2 separate regions of the Podarcis muralis genome follow, and region 1 is linked to region 2. Evidence: chromatin contacts called from public Hi-C data. All regions are on one chromosome and are shown on one strand. The core of a region is the stretch at or near the end of the contact, and the rest is flanking DNA. Distances in the headings are between cores, read along the strand shown.

The links. A called contact is a pair of places that touch in the nucleus more often than the background predicts.
Region 1: a contact with region 2 is called in a Hi-C map of tail, with 2.9 times the contacts expected there. The contact joins the promoter of DPP9 here to the promoter of UHRF1 in region 2. A contact is called at or near these places in 2 of 3 Hi-C or Micro-C datasets (blood and tail).

Annotation. Positions count from the first base shown.
Region 1 is chr18:7,014,875-7,021,545 of rPodMur119.hap1.1, forward strand. DPP9 (dipeptidyl peptidase 9) reads left to right here and starts at 2,218. Exons shown (of 22, transcript XM_077922004.1): 1 at 2,218-2,398. TRNAG-UCC (transfer RNA glycine (anticodon UCC)) reads right to left here and starts at 1,218; the gene lies at 1,147-1,218. TRNAV-CAC (transfer RNA valine (anticodon CAC)) reads left to right here and starts at 135; the gene lies at 135-207.
Region 2 is chr18:6,868,407-6,875,652 of rPodMur119.hap1.1, forward strand. It overlaps UHRF1 (ubiquitin like with PHD and ring finger domains 1), which reads right to left and starts at 5,895. Exons shown (of 17, transcript XM_028713412.2): 1 at 5,583-5,895.

The DNA of each region.
Region 1 (6,671 bases), core at 968-3,467, 140 kb after region 2:
GGTGCAAAACTGCAGCATTCAGCACAGGGCATGAAAATATTTCCAAAAGCATCATTAACTAGCTGGGGCAGATAGACTATAAAGTGGAAGCCCTTGAGTTAATATCAAGCAGCACGAAGAAGCCTTCCATGTCGGTTTCCGTAGTGTAGCGGTTATCACGTTCGCCTCACACGCGAAAGGTCCCCGGTTCGATCCCGGGCGGAAACATTATTGCCTTTTTCTTGGGAAAAAAAACCCCTTCCAGTTTTTATTTTAATTTATCCTTATAACCCTGCCAGTTTAGCTGATTAAAATTAAATGCATTTATTTAATTTCTGGCTTTTTGTTAATATTTTGCTTTAGAATGATGAGTTCCCCAGCATAGCTGATTAAAATTAAATGGATTTATTTAATTTCTGGGTTTTTGTTATTATTTCGCTTTAGAATTATGAGTTCCCCAGCATAGCTGATTAAAATTAAATGCATTTATTGAATTTCTGGGATTATTATTTTTTTAAATGTTTCACTTTAGAATTATGAGTCCCCCAGCTTAGCTGATTAAAATTAAACGCATTTAATTTCTGAGATTTTTATTTTTATATTTATTTTTTAAGCAGGGCAGCCACCTCTTTCCAGAAGCTACCATGACGCAGCTCAGCTGGTCATTAGATGAACTTGTTCCTTTGGAATCTGCAACCTAAAGTGTCTTATTTCCTCCTCCCTCCCACTCCACCTTTCCTTTTGTGTCTTTTTTTGAGTTTGCACACCTGTTTTTTTAGCAATATTATTTGAAAACCTCAAATAAACTCAGGCTGATAGTTTGCATTTTTTTTTTCCTTTTACAAAACTGAATAAAACTAATTGTATGGCAATCTGGTTTTTATTTCCTTTATTTCTTTTTTTAAAAAAATATTCCCCCCTCCTTGAACATGTATAATCATATATACTGTATAAATATAATTTGCCCATAAATTAGGAGGGGGAATTAATGAATGAACACATGTAAAGGATGATAAATCATTACCAGGTAAGTAAGTGAGAAACTTTGTTTAAGTTATGAATTGTAGCCTTCGGTCTTACTTGTAAAGGAACTGTTTAAATAATTGCAAGTTACTGTTTAAATAATTGCAAGTTACATAAGAATGAAAAGAGGGCGAGGGAAAATATTGCGTTGGCCGGGAATCGAACCCGGGTCAACTGCTTGGAAGGCAGCTATGCTAACCACTATACCACCAACGCTGCAGATGCGCTGCTCTCCATTTTCTTAGCCTATGAAACACCGATCTTGGACTGTACCATCCGACAATTTAAATAGGTGAGAGAACGATTGTTTCAAAAATAATTCCTAACCGCGTATGTGAAACTGCCTGCCTTCCGAAAAGAATGTTAGGCCGCCTTCTTTCGCTGACCCCTACTCCCTCGATGGAATTGATCCTCCCCCCACTCCGTTTCAGAAAACGGTGTCCGTCCGAACGTGGAAAATCCAACCCCCCCACTATGCAAAAGTGGTCACTACCCGTTCCCATAGCAACGGCTCCCTCCCCTTTTTAATGCTAATGGTTCCTTCCAAACCGTTTTTAACAATTACGTAAGAGACCGTTTAATTTGTGCTCTTTATTTTAAATTTATGTCCATTTATACAATGTATATATGAACACTTTCATGTATATACCAAAATATATGTGCAGATTTAAATGATTTTTTATTTTGCAAACGTTTATTCCATTTTGTTATGTATTCTTATTATTTCCATAAAAACATTAGATATAATTAAAGAGATAGGCATGGGTTGTTGGATTTTCTTTTCCAAAAAAATTATAAGATTTTATTCATGTTTTCATCCCCCAAATCTCCCCCCGTGCTCCTATCGAATGGTTCCGCCCAGTTCGCCGTCATCCAAATCCTTTAATAAAATTTTTTTCCTCACGAACATTCCTCCCCACCCCTCCATAATTTCCCAGGATGGTCTCTCCCAACCGTCAGAGGCAACCTCCCGTTTCATGCTCTATGGTTCCTTCCGCGTTCGCAAGAGGCCCCGCCCTCCTTCCGCTTACTCTCGCGAGAATAACCGAGCCTTGGACGACGACGAGGGCAGCGGGGCAAGAAGTCAGTTCGAGACCCCGCCCCCTTTCCCGCACTCGCTATCTCGAGATCTCGTTCGGGTCCCGTCCCCCCCCCCGCTTAACTATCGCGAGAGTTGGGCGACGGCGAAAGAGCGGGCTTCCGCTTCCGGGCGAAAGGTCGCGGCGGGAGGCTCGCGGAGGCCGGCGGTGTCCCTCCCCCCCTCCCCCGGAGCTCCGGCGTCTCCAGGAAAGGAAATGGAGCGGGAGTGAAGCCTCCGCGGAACCCAACCCTCCCCTACCCCCCCTCACCCCGCAGCGGAGGAAGCCCGGCCTGGGGGAGGCCGAGGAGCCACGGAGTGAGTGAGCAGCCGGCTGGCGGGCGGGCGGGGCCTCTGAGGGGACGGAGGGGAGGGGCCGAAGGGAAGAGGCCCCGCCCCTTTCCTAGGAGGGGGTGCGGGGGGTCCAGACCACGCTCCGAATAGGCTTTCCTGTGGCCACGCCCTCAGCTCGGTGGCCACGCCCCCTGGAGAGAAGGTCCTGGAGACCCCACCCCTCTTAGGCCACGCCTCCCTTGCGCGAGGCCACGCCTTGGCACCTGAGAGTTAAAACAGGCAGGGGTTTTTGGCCACGCCCTCTCGGAAGGGGGCTGCTGGCCACGCCCTCTCCCACTTGGGGGGGGGGTTTCTCTTCGGACCACACCCCAAATAAGGTTCCCTTGTGCCAGGCTGAATGCCCATGCTGCTGGATGGAGGGAACGCCCTTGCTGTGGATCATCCATGGGAGGGGGTTTGGGTCTTGCCTCCTTGGAGGGGTAGGAAGAAAGGGGGCTGCTGGCCCCCATGCCTTCCCCATCAGAGCCCCTTTTGGAAGGGGGGCTTCTTGAGGCCTGCTCCCTCCCATCCCAGCTTCAGAACTTGGGGGACCCCCATCCCTATAGAATAAAGAGTTTGGGATTGTTTGCCTCCATGGGGTGGGGGGGTAGTTTTGTATGGTGAGTTTCAGTGGCCTGGGTTCTTAAAGGCATCTAAACGGCCTCGGTCCAGTATACCTGAAGAAGCGTCTCCACCTCCATCGTTCTGCCTGGACACTGAGGTCCAGCTCTGAGGGCCTTCTGGTGGTTCCCTCATTGCAAGAAGCAAAGCTACAGGGAACCAGGCAGAGGGCCTTCTTGGTGGTGGCATCCGCCCTGTGGAATGCCCTCCCACCAGATGTCAAAGAGACAAACAACTACAGTGGTACCTCGGGTTACATATGCTTCAGGTTACAGACTCCACTAACCCAGAAATAGTGCTTCAGGTTAAGAACTTTGCTTCAGGATGAGAACAGGAATCGTGCTGCGGCGGCAGCGGGAGACCCCATTAGCTAAAGTGGTGCTTCAGGTTAAGAACAGTTTCAGGTTAAGAACAGACCTCCGGAACGAATTAAGTACTTAACCTGAGGTACCACTGTACCTGACATTCAGAAGACATCTGATGGGAGCCCTGTTCAGCGAAGTTTTTAATGTGTGACATCTTAGTGTATTTTTGGTCTTTGTGGAAGCCGCCCAGAGTGGCTGGGGAAACCCAGCCAGATGGGCAGGGTACAAATAATAAATTATTATTATTATTATTATTATTATTATTATTATCATCATCATCATCTGGTTAGTCACTGTGAGGACAGAATGCTGGACTAGAAGGGACACTGGCCTCATCCAACAGGTTTTCCTTGTGTTACTATGACTTAACCTGACGTAGTGTAGGAAGCCTGTGCCTCCTTGGATTCTGTGGGCTATTCTGGCTGGATCAGAATACCACCAGATATTTAAGATCAAACAAGGTGGTATGATAATAAGAAAGCTTCCACATCTATCTGGTGCAGTTGCACCAAAATGAGTCTGCAGGTGATATTCTGCCTCCTCTGTCGGAGCCAGTTTGTCTCTGTACAGTGGTACCTCGCAAGACGAATGCCTCGCAAGACAAAAAACTCGCTAGACGAAAGGTTTTTTGTTTTCTGAGCTGCTTCGCAAGACGATTTTCCCTATGGGCTTGCTTCGCAAGACGGAAACGTCTTGCAAGTTTGTTTCCTTTTTCTTAACACCGTTAATACGGTTGCGACTTGACTTCGAGGAGCAACTCATAGAACGCGGTGTGGTAGCCTTTTTTGAGGTTTTTAAAGACTTTGGTGATTTTTGAAGCTTTTCCAAAACTTTCCCGACACCGTGCTTCGCAAGGCAAAAAAAATCGCAAGACGACAAAACTCGCGGAAGAATTAATTTCGTCTTGCGAGGAACCACTGTATATCGGCTGCTGGGAATCACAAGTTGGGAGAGCTGTTGTTGTGCTAAAGTCCTGCATGCTGGGCTCCCGTGAGGGCATCTGGTCAGCCACAGTGAGAGTAGGAGAGTAGACTAGATGGGCCCTGCCTTGGCCGGATTCAGCAGCCAGGCTCTTGTTACCAGTGTTAGAAACTGGTATGTGAGCTTATGGCCAAATAGCACCTTAAACCTAGGTTACGGTTGCCACAGCAGAATGGCTAAACTCCATTTCCCCCCAATGGAGGGAGGAATTATTTGTATTATTAATTTCATTTATAGACAGTCATACCTCGGATTACAGCCGCTTCAGGTTGCGTTTTTTTGGGTTATGGACCCCCGAAACCCGGAAGTACCAGAACGGGTTACTTCTGGGTTTCGTCGGTCACACATGTGCAGAAGCGCTAAATCGCACTTTGCGCATGCGCAGAAGCACCAAATTGCAACCCGCATGTGCGCAAACGCGGGTTGTGAACGCTGCGGGTTGCGAACGTGCACCCCGCATGGATCACATTCGAAACCTGCAGCCTCCACTGTACTGTTTTGTATTTTAATGTGTTGCAAACCACTTTTGAGATTTTTTTCCTTTAAAACACCAAATAAAACAAATTCAAGCATCAAGCAAAATATTTCTGATCCTTCCCTAAGTGACATTTGGCTTTTCCCATATTTATTTACCTGCTTAATTTATAGTGCTGCCCCCTAGAAGGAGGACTCCAGGAAGCTAGTGTGGTGTAGCAGGTTAGAGTGTTGGACTAGGACCTGGGAGATCAGGGTTCAAATCCCCACTCAGTCAGGAATCTCACTGACTGATCTTGGAGTCAGTCACAGCCTCTTAACCTACCTCACAGGGGTGTTGTGCGGATTAACTGAGATGGGTGTGAACCATGGACTCCTTGGAGAAAAAGGTGGGAGATAAATGCAATAAATAAGCTTTTCTGCTGATCTGCTTAAGGAAGCTGGAGGAGCCAACCAGATGGAGATGTCAGTCGCCAGCCTGGGCATCCAGAGATCTCCACATGGTTGCGATCCGACCTTCCCCGGTTGCAAAACACACCTGGCACCTGGGGAACTTCCAACATGCCTTGTTACATTCTTCTGAGCTTGGCCCAGTTGCTGCTTCTCAGCCTAACTTATCTCACAGGGTTATTTTGAGGATAAAGTTGGGGAGAACAACCATGTAGGATGGAGTCAGGGGTTTGGAGGAAGGGTGGAATAAAAATGTAAGCATCACTTTCTCCAAGATTTTTCTGGCCTCTTGTTTGTGGTTCTCTGGAACTGCAGGAGCTGAAAAGCTCCACCTTTCATGGTAAAACTCTGTTCCCCGCTCTTACCTGTTTCTGGGAAATGTGTTAAGGGGGACTTTAGAGTTCTTTTCCTGAGACATGGATCCTCCGTAAGCAGCAGTAATGAAACAAGGGAGATGGGGCTTTGTCTTTGCCACTAGGATAACTAAGAATACAAGTATTGCTATAATATTATTGTATTGTATTAGGATCATTGGCGATGACTGATTGAGCAAGGGCTCATAAAAAATCATAGTCTATATGTTAATATGTCTTTTATATGTTGTAGGTGCTTTGTTTTGTAATAAGAATATAATGTTTTAAGAAACATACCAATTTAGAAGGGGTCCCAGGAGTAAAGGCTTGTAAGCTTTGATTTCGTCCAAATAATTCTAAGACTCCTCTTGGAAACTGGGATTAAACTCTGGTTTCTCTTTGGGGGTGGAATGTGGATATTAGACACTTTCATTCACGGCTGTGGACTTGAGAACGAGGCTTTCCACAGAATTCTATCTTGAATGTCAGCCCCATTCCTGACATTGCTGCAACCTTCATTCTTCCTCCCTTTTTCAAGTTTCCCCATATCCTTAGTAAAGGTTGAATGTTAAAAGGGGAGAATTTGGGGAAATGAATGTACCTCACTTTGAAGGCAGAAGGTCCAAGTATGACACACACCCCCCCAGTTTATCCAGGTAGGTCTAGGACAGGCTTCCTCAACCTCGGCCCTCCAGATGTTTTTTGGCCTACAACTCCCATGATCCCTAGCTAGCAGCACCAGTGGTCAGGGATGCTGGGAATTGTAGTCTCAAAACATCTGGAGGGCCGAGGCTGAGGAAGCCTGGTCTAGGAAGAGCTCTGTCTGAAGCTGCAGTCAGAGATCTAAATTGATTGATGGGCTGACTCAGTATAAGTCAGCTTTCACCCGATGTTCCTGGCGATGTCTCTGGCGCCGTGCCATTGTACAACTCATTGCACAAGCGATACAGAAGAGGCCACACAACTGGTGGTACCCTTTATTCTTCTTCTGTGCTGAGGATCCTAAGGGGGTCT
Region 2 (7,246 bases), core at 4,645-7,144:
GTGGTGCTGTGGTCTAAACCACAGAGCCTAGGGCTTGCTGATTGGAAAGTGGGAGGTTCGAATCCCCGCAATGGGGTGAGCTCCCGTTGCTCGGTCCCTGCTCCTGCCAACCTAGCAGTTCGGAAGCACGTCAAAGTGCAAGTAGATAAATAGGTACCACTCTGGCGGGAAGGTAAACGGCATTTCCGTGCACTGCTCTGGTTTTGCCAGAAGCGGCTTAGTCATGCTGGCCACATGACCCAGAAAAACTGTCTGCGGACAAATGTTGACTGCCTTGGCCAGTAAAGTGAGACGAGCGCTGCAACCCCAGAGTCGTTCGCAACTGGACTTAACTGTCAGGGGTCCCTTTACCTTTAACCTAAACAAAATACCCCCCAAGATATTGCTGCAAAGGTCAAAAGCTGGAGTAGTGGAGGAAATCACCCTCTCCACTTCTGGAACAACCAGATCAGCCTCTGCCAACCTCCTGGTTGGACTACAACTCCCATGAGCCCCCAGCCAGCATGGCGGCGAAGGCTGAAGCAGATTTGCAAGCTTGCCGCCTTCATGTTCTGGAAGCTGGTTAATTGCACTTCCTCCTGTTACAGCCTGCAGTTGGAAAACCGCAAAAAGCACCAGTTTGTCTGCAAGCCCCACCAAAGCGCAGTTGTCTATAAATAGGGGCAGGCCCGATTGCTCCATGACCAAAACAAAGAAATAAGCTTTAGAAATCCTTGTCTCACTTTCCTGCAAAAAACAACAACACAGGCGGCATTGCTCACACCCTTTCAACGGCAACCTGGGCTGAAAAAAGGTTTGGTCTCTTGCCATTCCCTCCAAGGAGCTCCAATTTTATCTTCACAACAGCCCTGCCAAGTGGGCCAGGTGTGGGGACTGCAGTCCCCAGAAGTTGGGGTTGAGGGTGGGAGTTTGCAGCTTAGCAATGCCTGGAGGACCACAAGCAAAACAATTCTAAAATGTTCACCAACTGCAGCTGTGTCCCGAGAAACTCACGAGAAGAAGAAGAAGAAGAGTTTGGATTTGATACCCCGCCTTTCACTCCCTTTAAGGAGTCTCAAAGCGGCTAACATTCTCCTTTCCCTTCCTCCCCCACAACAAACACTCTGCGAGGTGAGTGGGGCTGAGAGACTTCAGAGAAGTGTGACTGGCCCAAGGTCACCCAGCAGCTGCATGTGGAGCAGCGGAGACGCGAACCCGGTTCACCAGATTACGAGTCTATTGCTCTTAACCACTACACCAGGGGTCTGCAACCCGCGGCTCCGGAGCCGCATGTGGCTCTTTCACATCTTTGCCGCGGCTCCGGGGCAGATACTAGCGAGGGGAGGAGGCGCATTGTGCGCCCCGACACTCCTCACTGTGGCGGGCGCTGTACTGGCTGTGACGTCGCATGGGGGCAGTGCGTGCATTAGTCACGCACCGTCCCGACGTCACCTTCCTGCCCGCTGTCAGATCGCGGCTCCGGAGATATATTTGTTTTAAATGTCGCAATGGTTTTGCGGCTCCCAGTTATTGTTTTTTCTTCGGAAACGGGTCCAAGTGGCTCTTTTTGTCTTAAAGGTTGCAGACCCCTGCACTACACCAAACAGCCCTTTCCTGCTGTTTCCCCCCCCCCATCCATTGCATGGGGTTGGACTAGATGACCCTTAGTGTCCCTTCCAGCTCTAAAATTCTTTGAATACTCATATTCCTTTCAAAGCCACCCTCAGCCTGGGGGTATTCAATGTGTTGTATTCAATTATGCCCTACTCAGAACAGACCCACCAAAAGAAAATAAAGCTAAGTTAACTCCAATGGGTAAGAGCTAGGGGTGAACCAATGGAGGAGAAAACTGAACAATATTATAATTTTAGAATACTTAACTGTGAAGATACATAGAATGAAAGCGTTTAAGGTCAGTAAGAAAGAGGAGGATTGGTTTGAGAAGATATTGAATGATTTGAGTAGGTTTGAACAAATTGAGGCAATTAAAATGTTAAAAATCAACCTTGTGGAAGGAGGAGTGTTAAGGTATATAGAATTGTACATATGGTTGATTTGAATATGTTATTATGGATACCCAATGTATCAGCCGCCTGGGGGGTTTCACTGTTTGTGTTTTGGTGGTTGCTAAAAAATTATATATAAGTTAACTCCAATGGCTTCTAGTCAGAGTAGGACTGACTCCCACCCCTTAGTTCAGACATAGGCAAACTCCAGCCCTCCAGATGCTTGGGACTACAATTCCCATCATCCCTAGCTAACAGGACCAGTGGTCAGGGATGATGGGAATTGTAGTCTCAAACATCTGGAGGGCCAGAGTTTGCTTATGCCTGCCTTAGTTCAAACCATGCTCTAAGGAGCCTTGTATCAACACAAGGGGCACATTCCCTCTGGGAAAGCCTACTGCATGCAAGTGGCGGACGGGGGCTAAAGAGGGCAGAGCGCCACAGATGTGAGCCTTGTTTTGTACAGCAGAGAGCCCAAAAAGGCAAGTGGTTTGCACAAACACACCCCTATGTCTCCCAATCGCGACAAGAAAAAAGGCATGATTGGAGCTCAAGAGCACATCCCAGCCGGACAAAAGGACATGGAACTGCCTGGAAAAGGATTATGACTTGGGAAGCATTCCAAGGGCCAGAAACGGGGGCATAGAGGGCTGGCATTCAACTCCCTGGGTTCTTGGCCCTAACTCAAAGGCAGGCATAGGCAAACTCGGCCCTCCAGATGTTTTGGGACTACAACTCCCATCATCCCTAGGCTAACAGGACCAGTGGTCAGGGATGATGGTGAAGGGCCTCAGAAATAGAAATTCCAGCATGCTGTTATCAAAGCCAGTGTTACAAGACCGGCAAGGCCATAAGCAGGGAGACAAACAAAGCAACTGTTATGAGACAGGGAAGGCCGTAGCAGGCAGACAAACCAAGAATGAGTAAATTAAGAAGTGTTAACCTTCAAAAGGAGAAACATGGAATGTTAGAGCCTGATTGGATAAGAAGGTAAAGTCTCACTCTCTGTTTTTTTGTATAGTCTATAAAAAGTGGGCGCACCCTGACTGGGGTGCGCAGATTGCGGGCTTATCGCTCTGTACCTTTGTTCTGCATATGCATTTCAAATAAATCCTGTCGAAACCTGCAAGGTTGGTTGCCACTTCGTGTGAATCTGTGCTCCGGGGAACCAATAGCAGATATGGAACAGGTCCATCAATGGGAGTTGCAGTCCCAAAACATCTGGAGGGCCGAGTTTGCCTATGCCTGCCCAAAGGGTTTCCCTAACACAGAAGCCAGAAGCAAGGAGGACAGGAGATACAGCTGCCTTGGCAGGCATTTGTGCAACTGGAGCTCGACGGCGCATTTTTGGCCCAACACCACACACACACATCCCCGAAACCTTTGTCTAATGCAGTCCACGAAAGCCTCTCTCTCAACAGCAGCGCAATCCTGCACATGCCTATGCAAGAGAAAACCCCCAGTGAGTTAAATGGGGCAAGCCACATTGAAAGGGACCACAGGAAAAGACAGACCATTGGGCCTATCTAACTCAGTGCTGTCTACACTAACCGGCAGAAGCGCTCCAGGATTGTCCAGCTCTGCTGTGAGATGCTGAGGGCGGAACTTGGGACCTGAACCTGGAACCTTATGTACGCAAAGCTTATTTTAACCTTTGATTCCTCCTTTTTAAATTCATTATAGCTGATTTTCTCAGCCGCACTGTATTTATTTTCATTTCCTGGAGACATTCTTCATATGGAATTGATTCTTAGTGCAACTACTCTCCCCATTTGGCCAAAGATATAATATATTAAAAAAAGACGAGCCGCATCCAGCCGGGAACCCATAGAAGCAAATGGACGTAAGTTAGGCAAGTTCATCAACTTCTCAATATGCGATCCTTTGACCGCCTAAGCAGAAGGAAATCCCGTTGAATTCAATGGCCCTTACTAACCAATAGGTGTATGCACCCGTTTTCTTAGGAACAAGTCCCATTGAACTCAATGAAATGTACTTCTCAAAAACTTAAAAATTTCAAGGGGGAGCAAGACTGACTGTTGTGCAACAATCACACGCCCGGAAGCTGTTTGTTTCTGCTAAAACAGGCTCCCCCAACCTCAGCCCTCCAGATGTTTTGAAACTACAATTCCCATCATCCCTGACCACTGGTCCTGCTAGCTAGGGATCATGGGAGTTGTAGTCTAAAAAACATCTGGAGGGCCGAGGCTGAAGAAGCCTGTGCTAAATCTGAGGTGGAGCAAAGCAAACCTTGACCCTGTCAATTTCAGTGGGATTTCTAGCAACTTTAGCCACTCAAGGGTGGATCCATTCATGGGCGTGGCCAGGATCTATTTGGGAGCAGGGGGAGGGAGGGCAAAACCGAGTTATCTGCCACACAATTGGTCAGTGAGTTCTTTTTATTTATTTACTTTATTTAAGGGGGCAGCTGCCCCGCTACCCATGGATCCATTGAAAACAATGGGTCTACTCTCAGTGTGGCTAACATTGGCCATTAAAGGTAAAGGGACCCCTGACCATTAGGTCCAGTCGTGGCCGACTCTGGGGTTGCGGCGCTCATCTCGCTTTATTGGCCGAGGGAGCCGGTGTTTGTCCGCAGACAGTTTTCTGGGAACCAGAGCAGCGCACGGAAACACCGTTTACCTTCCCGCTGGAGCGGTACCTATTTATCTACTTGCACTTTTGACGTGCTTTCAAACTGCTAGGTGGGCAGGAGCAGGGACTGAGAAACGGGAGCTCACCCCATTGTGGGGATTCGAACCACCGACCTTCTGATTGGCAAGCTCTAGGCTCTGTGGTTTAACCCACAGCGCCACCCGTGTCCCTTGACATTGGCCATTACCCCACATGAATAATACTACTGATGCTATGCTATGCTACTTGGGAGCAAACCCCAGTAAACCTAATTGGGACGTCCTTTCCCACCCGAAGGCATGGCCAAACTTGGCCCTCCAGCTGTTTGAGGACTACTATTCCCATCATCCCTGACCACTGGTCCTTTTAGCTAGGGATGATGGGAGTTGTAGTCCCCAAACAGCTGGAGGGCCAAGTTTGGCCATGCCTGCATGCAGAGGCTTTCGCTCTGCACCATGCCACAGGGATGACGTGGAAGTCCATGTACAGGTCTATAAGTGTTTTTCCCCCCTTCCCATTCATTGCAATGAATGCTCCTACTCCAGGGTATGTTTCATGAATGCGTGTGGCCGTTTTAAAAAAATGTGTGGTCATCCACCCACCGCTGCAGCCCTTGCCCTGCAACGATCTGGGAGTTAAGTCCATCTGGCTTAATTGAGTAGACTTGGAAGGGCAGAATATAGACTCTGCTTAAACAACGAACAGTATATTAGCAGTATATTAAGGTTAACAGAAAATTGCAACTTATTTTCCCGCTATTTGGATATGCACCCTTACTTTGAGGGTTGGGGGGGGAGAGGAATTGAAGTACCCCCACCCCGCTGGCAGCCGACCCACCCCGCAAACCTCTCCTGCAATGCTAGACAACACTTACCTGGGGGCAGATCGCCTTGAGATCCACCACACTCTCCACTTCTGAAATACAATTGCTTTGCGGATTTCTGTCTTAAAAAGGACACTCACCTGGTTTGCTTGTCTTTTTTTTAAAAAAATAAAACTTCTCTCTCTTTCTCTCGGCTCTGCTTCTTTGCAAATCCGAAGACGGGGAAAGCGCGCCTTTTTTCCTTCCTCCGATGGAAAAATTAATTTAAAAAAAGTAAAACTGTATTACTCAATCCCAAATGCTTCCGTTTGATCCAGGTGTAGATCTCACGTGGCAATATTATGCATATTATATTATATATATTTTATACGTATATATATATATGTGAGTGTCTATAAAAAAGCTGGGAGCGAAAGGTCCCCCGCAACTGGCGCAGCCCGCGCAAAATTCTCCTTTTTTACGCCTCCAGTCTTTAGAGTTTGGCGGGGAAAGTTGCTGTGGGCCGTTCTGAGCCTCCTGATTGGTCGGCGGTGGCGGGAACTGGGAGGAAGTGGGCGTGGCTTCATCCCGGCTCACTTGCCATTCCGGCTTGCCGCTCGGAGGGTTGAGTGCGCATGCGCGACGAATAATAGCTCAGACATCGACTGATCAAGAGATGGCTTAAAACGTTCAGCTTGACTCGGTCACCCCAGCTCTGGAAGCTGTTTTGCTTTCGCCTCATGAGGTTGCAAACCCTCTACTCACTTACCTGGGCGTAAGCAGTGTTCAGTTCAATGGCAGTTACTTTTGAGTAGGGATGTGCAAAAGTTCATTTAGTTTGCATTTAACCATGAATTTATCAAATTTGCGTTTTCTGGAACTGTGAAAACACCACCCATTTAAAGCAGAAGTCTTCTCCCAAATAATATTTGGAATTGTATTATTAAGTGTGCTGGGAATTGGACCCCTGACCATTTGGTCCAGTCGTGGCCGACTCTGGGGTTGCGGGGCTCATCTCGCTTTATTGGCCAAGGGAGCCGGCGTACAGCTTCCGGGTCATGTGGCCAGCAGGACTAAGCCGCTTCTGGCGAACCAGAGCAGCGCACGGAAACACCATTTACCTTCCCGCCAGAGTGGTACCTATTTATCTACTTGCACTTTGACGTGCTTTCGAACTGCTAGGTTGGCAGGAGCAGGGACCGAGCAACGGGAGCTCACCCCGTTACGGGGATTCGAACCGCCGACCTTCTGATCGGCAAGTCCTAGGCTCTGTGGTTTAACCCACAGCGCCACCTGCGTCTTACCTGGTTGCTTTTGATCAGTCCTTTAGGTCAACTTTCCTCACTTTTCTTTTTTCATTAAAAGCTGAAACACACACACACACACACACACAGCCCTAACAGAGATGAACTGGTGGGGAAACCATAAAAAAATACAAAATAGTGTGTGTCATTTTAACAGGTGAATTTCTTCAAATTTCTTCAATGAGGGGTCTTAAAAAATATGATTTTGGGTGTGAAGAATTCAAATCTGCTGCTGTTTTTGTGACTGAACAATGTTTAGCTTGGTAAGTCTACATTTGATGAAGAAGCACATAAACTGTTTCCGGGAAACCAAATAATTTTAATTTTACCCTGTGAAAATGTCAGGCAATGCTAAATAATAATATGTAACTGCAGCTACTTGGCAATCATTTTTAATTATTTCTGTGCAATTTTACCCACAGTTTACTTACCAGGCAAAACTAAATTACTGTATATTAATTTAACCAAAGTTCCCAAGTCATGTTACAACTTTTTGGCACCCCTCATTTTTTGGAATTTGA